Regions from separate parts of the Triticum aestivum genome. Here region 2 is linked to region 1. Evidence: chromatin contacts called from public Hi-C data. All regions are on one chromosome and are shown on one strand. Each heading gives the region's core, a stretch centred on a gene start, on an enhancer-like site or on the middle of the called end of the contact. The rest is flanking DNA. Distances are from core to core; before and after follow the strand shown. Region 1 holds the start of LOC123085442 (oxysterol-binding protein-related protein 3A). Region 2 has its middle 120 kb from the start of LOC123081829.

Region 1 (2,769 bases), core at 185-2,684:
TACATTGTGTGTCTATTCTCTTAACTTTAGTAAGGATGAAGCAGGAAAGTGTGCTGGACCTTCTAACATGGATATTGTACATGTACGAGCTACGAGCTACGGGCCACTATTGTTTATCACATATGGATTGTAAATGTAGTGACATTGAAGTTTGTAACATATCCTTAAATTTCTTTATTGTAACATTATGTTAACTAAAAATCTGGTAGCCGTGACCTTGATATTCCCTGTAGAGACAGCAAAAAATAGAATAAAAAGTTTCATTACAATTGGTGATTGAATGTCAAATGGCAGTGATTTTATATCAATGTGTGGGAGGTTGATGAAAGATTGCGTGCAGAGTATACCAATGAAAAACATCATTTATTTAGATGAGCTATTACCAAAACAGATATACTATATTTCTAGCTGAAGTTAACAATGCTAAAATATTTCATTGGGCGGCAACTTGAGGGAAAGAAACATACATATAAGCCTATTCTGAAATGTCTAGAAATATTGAAGCTTCAGCACGGCGCTCCAGCATCCGTGGAGGAGATGCACCGTTTTGGACATGTTGGTCAACTTCTGTTGCTTGAGGGGTTGATCACGAGCGTAGTATAGGCCGACGGCGGGGAGGTGGTTTGTGTCGGGGAAGAGGGCGACGCTGGGGAGGAGGCCAATGATGTGGAAGAGGGTGATGAAGGGAGGAGGACGGCGGTAGGAGAGGGAGGCAATGGAGTGGTGGCGAGCTAAATAGAGTGAGGTGGAGGGTTGGCGGTTTGGCGGTGGCGAGCTTGTGAGAAGGGAACAACGGCGGCGTCATGAATAGCGCTTCGACTGGGTTCTTCAGAAGGGGGATTCAGAACTAAGTTATGCCACTTGGCGATGGCATTGTCGTCGTAAACATATTAAGCTATATGATTCGACTTCACAAAGCTAAGCTTCGGCAATTTCACCAAATTATACTATGAGAGGCCTCCGATCCGCGTAGTTGGTTAAGCATGGAGTTGAAGCAGATCCGAGCAATCCCTGAACTAAAATTCTGCTTTTGGACATCAACATATCAAACCGAAACAAGACTGATTGATGCGTCTACCCTACCGGTGGTTGAATAAAATTTTGTAGGTCTTAATGTCACCTCATGATACTATTCATACTTTTCATTCTAAAAAAGCCATTCGTTTAACGGCACTGTCACCCGAGCAACGCAACGCACGGGCACACTTGTACTCCCTCCGTTCCAAAATAGATGACCCAACTTTGTACTAAAGTTAGTATAAAGTTAAGTCATCTAATTTGGACCGTTCCAAAATAGATGACCCAATTTTGTATTAAAGTTAGTATAAAGTTAAGTCATCTAATTTGGAACGGAGGGAGTACTATCTAAGAAATCGCCGGTGTAGCGAGTGAGAAACGGCAACGGTCCACCGGCGACAGAGTTGGAATTGTAAACGGGGCGGAATCAGCGAGGGCATCCTGGTCATCTCGCCTACCCACGTTGCGCTTCAAGCGGCCGGTTCGCTTCGCCGACTGCTCGGCCTTTTCTTCTCACCACCCGCGGCCGTTCCAAATTCTCTCGTCTCGTTCTAGTATTCCTGCTCCCACACGGCGACGTCGCCATCGCCATCGCTGCCGCTCTCTCCTCAGCAGCGCTCCTCTACCACCACCTCCTCTAGGCAGGGGTTAGCGGCCGCCCCCTCCGCGTGCGCCGTCCCAAACCCTAGCATATCCCCCTCCCCGACTCCTCTGCGCCGGAGCTTCCCTCCGACCGCGCAGATCGCCGGCGATGGGGTCCAAGGACCAGGACCTGGCCGCGTCGTCGGGCGGTGGCGGAGGCTTCTTCTCCTCGATCGCCGCGGGCGTGCGCAGCTGGGGCACCGCCGTGCACAAATCGGTCAACGGGTGAGTCTCCGCGCCGGCCTACCTACCTACCTACCCGATCTCTTCAGATCCGCCTCGAGCTCTCCCGATTTCTTCGGGAACTATGCATATGCTTACCGCTGCCTCTCCGCCATTTGATCTGTTGCTTCCACGCGCGATCTCAGCTCCTTGGTGTCGGCCCCGTGAGCTGATTTTGGCGAATTGTGGAATTGCGTGCTTCGTTTGAGTTCCAAGCTCGAGACTTTAGCGATCGTAGTGTTACATGATCTCGTACTATCGTTTGTTGTAGCTCAATGATTGCACTGTCCGGTGAGTAGCTTAGTTGCTGTTTTGTAGAAACACTGTAGAGATCACTGATCTGTGTGTTCAGCATGTAGAAAAAGCAATTCCTACCTAATACTAGTATGATATACTCTCTCCGTTTCTAAATATAAGCCTTTTTTTAGAGATTTCAATACGGACTACATTCGAAAGGGCTTATATTTAGGAACGGAGGGAGTAGTCAATAATCGGTTGAAGTTGATTCTTTTTCTGGATATCTAGTATACTAGCATGTAATGCCTCAAATAGGATATTGTGAAAGTTAAGTACATGCAATTTCTGTATGTGCAATTCAAAGCAGACAGGGTGTGCTCTGCACTGAATTGCGGCGCAAGTGGTGGATGCAGATTTAAGTTTGGCATACTGCGAAAGTGACATGCACATCATTTGGCATCTCTTCACTTTATTCTTCTCTTTTGCATTTTGCGGCTTGAATTCTTCTGAAATGTGCTTGCTGTCAGATGTCTATCTGTCTCCCCTGTAAATATATATTCTTTTAGTTGAAGAAATTTGTGTTCTTTACTTGGTACTTTCAAACAATTAATGAACAGTTTTGTGCTGTCTACAGGTTGGTTGGCTATGAAG
Region 2 (2,769 bases), core at 72-2,571, 720 kb after region 1:
CATTGATAACAAAATATAGCAAGGCTGAATCTAAAAAGTTTTAGTAATTTCATAATAACAAAAGAAAGTAAGGACCCATTGACACAAAAACTGATTGCGGGTCTCTTGTGATCTTTCTGCTATCTCTCTCTCCAGTAGTTAACTATGTTGGGCTAGGAGCATACATATATGTAGGTCAATGGAGCATAGGCTGCTTAGCGGTTGGTGACGGTGGCTACAGTGTCGCTGAATTGGTGCGGCGTCACAGCAAGGCGGTCCACACCGGAATGGTGCTTGATTAGTTTGTTTATTGTCACCAGCCGCGTTGGTGCGGATTGACGTTGAATACATCGCTTTGCGGGTGACCAAATGGATTTTATGAGCCGGCTATCCAAGTTCTTCCCCCATTGCATCAGGTGTAGTTAAGCCATGTGCTTCCCCGATGTTATTCCTACGAAACGTGCACGCTGATGACGCTGGAGCATCGCAAACAGTCAAAACTGGATCCACGGGAGGTGAGCATAACTGAATCCATCTCTTGCCGACCGACCTTGTTAATTACTAGTGTTTCTTTCAGGCTTCATTTTATTTAGAACAGCATATTATAACTAATTACATTATTCCTCCTAGCAACAGTTACCGCTAATTGAACTGATCAGTATAGAAAGATTTTTGATTTATTCTTGATAATCCTTCAACGCCGATAAAAGAAGCCAAGCACACCACGTGCGTAAGCGATGTTTAATGGCAAGCCGGCAACTCGGCGCGTTCCACGCATCAGAGCATGGTTTTGCTGGCTCTCTCGCAAGTGGCGGCAGCTAGCGAGGCAGTTGCTTTTCCGAGTTCGAGTCCAAGTTGGCCAGGTAAATGAGGTGGCATGCCACGAACGAACACGTGAAGAACAATGAATCCGTGCCGTAGTCTAGTCTTTGTGCAAACGGCTGCAGCTACTACAGTATCTCCTAACCAAAATGACCAATCCCAAGGTTTACCCGCTCCGTCGGTAATCTTGACGGCTCGATGCTGCCCGATAATAAGGTTAAATGGTTATAAAGGGACCGCATGGCACTTATCATATTTCTGATAGTGAAAGGCTGTTATTTTTATACTGCCATCTCTCGCAAAAAAGGACCATTCTGAAGTAATTAAACAAGCAGATGGGGTGGTCATTTTCGTGCAAGAAGGCCCATGCGATGGAAGGTTCTGCTCTAGCTAGAGTGCCACGCGGTGTTGTGGGTTTAGACTTTGGACACACCATCTGTTTGAGTTTGACCGGGATGGTCGACTGAGCAGCCGTCTTGGACTCGCCCAGCGCGTTCTCACTCGCGCTCGATTACGCGTTGATGCGACGTGTAGAGATGCACTAGGCACTTCTGCGAGGAGTATTTTTTGCATGCATGCATCATTCCATTTTTTAATGGTGAATATGTTCTGTGACAGTAACCTTCCTGGCAGCCTCGTTGAGAACTGAAATCTGTAGGCGGCGTTTCATCTGAATATCTTGTTTGAGTGCAATGCAACGCCTAGTATAGGTTCCTTGATTGTTTTAGGTTGACAAATACAAATGCCATTTTTCTTTACCTGACATTGACCTGACCATTTCATATATGCTGAACGTTTCCTGTATATAATAATCAGAAAAAAGTGAAAAGCAAAGAGTTCCAACTGATGGTCAACTCCTGAATGGTTTTTTTGGAGCAAAACTCCTGAATATTTACAAGCCACAGAAAAACATAGGGTAAGGCTTCAGCACAAGAAGAACAATAAGGTAAGTTAAGGTCCCATTCTTGTCAAAAAGAAACAGAAATAGGGTAAGGCCTCGCTATTGCACTGCACGGACGACAGCCCGTGTAAAGCATGGGTACTGATACCTCTTCTGCCGCGCCAAGGTTATTTCTCGCCTGTCGCAGGACTTAGTTCCGTCTCGCCTCTGACATTGTGCTACTAGGCCGGCACAGTACTGTAGCTGGATGCGAGTTTTTTTCTACTTGGTTTTTATCGGTTTTTTCGCCGTTTACAACATTTTCTTTGGATTTTCTCTGGTTTAATTAGTTTTTTTCTTCATTTCTTTCATATTTTCCTTTGGTTTTCTTTCTTTCTCTCCTCGCTTTTGACCGACTTTCTTTGTTTTTTTTATTTACTTACTTTTTCCAACACATGTCCACATTTTTCATACATGCTTAACATTTTAAGACATATGATTAGAATTTTTGAAAACATAAGTTTTGACATCTATTTTATGCACTTTTTATTTTTTCTATATACAACTAAAACGTTTTTATAAATGTTTTAAAAAATTATATATATTATTAAAAACACTTTTTGAACACGTGCTAAATATTTTTTAATTACACATTGTTGTTTTTTTAATGATACAAACATTTTTTATAAAACTATGTGAATTTTTTAAATTTTACAAATACTTTTTTTGAAAAAAATCACGAACATAAGTCGTAACACGTTTTTAATGAAATGGACATTTTTTAATGGTACAAAACTTTATTTTATAATTATATGAATGCTTTAACATTGTATAATTTTTTTTTCTAATTGTGTGGACAATTTTTCAATGTCAGAACATTTTCTTTGAATATTCTTTAAACATTATGCTAAAACTTTGTTCACACAACATTAAAAAAATCATATTCATGGTTTTCCAAATTTGAAAGTAAATTTAAGTTTGGGACTATATTTAGAATGTTCTTTTGAATATATGAACAAAAGAAAATATAAAAGAAATTAATGAATAAAAACATCTCTACTACCTAAAAGATAGGTAGTGTTCCTTTT

Evidence for each region. Hi-C and Micro-C count contacts between places; a contact is called where the count stands out from the background.
Region 2: a Hi-C map of leaf shows a contact between it and region 1, with 4 times the contacts expected there. The contact joins the enhancer-like site here to the promoter of LOC123085442 in region 1. A contact is called at or near these places in 2 of 5 Hi-C or Micro-C datasets (both in leaf) and 1 of 1 datasets of contacts at active chromatin or transcription factors (leaf).

The regions. Positions count from the first base shown.
Region 1 is chr4A:105,187,199-105,189,967 of IWGSC CS RefSeq v2.1, forward strand. It overlaps LOC123085442 (oxysterol-binding protein-related protein 3A), which reads left to right and starts at 1,435. Exons shown (of 10, transcript XM_044507072.1): 1 at 1,435-1,884; 2 at 2,753-2,769. The coding sequence starts at 1,769.
Region 2 is chr4A:105,907,885-105,910,653 of IWGSC CS RefSeq v2.1, forward strand. No RefSeq gene overlaps it. Among protein-coding and RNA genes, the nearest start is that of LOC123081829, 120 kb to the right of the region's middle. Within about 2 kb of position 1,322, at least 3 of the 8 cell types and tissues checked have an H3K27ac peak or open chromatin away from gene starts, as enhancers often do. A contact at or near this core is called in leaf, where this site is marked.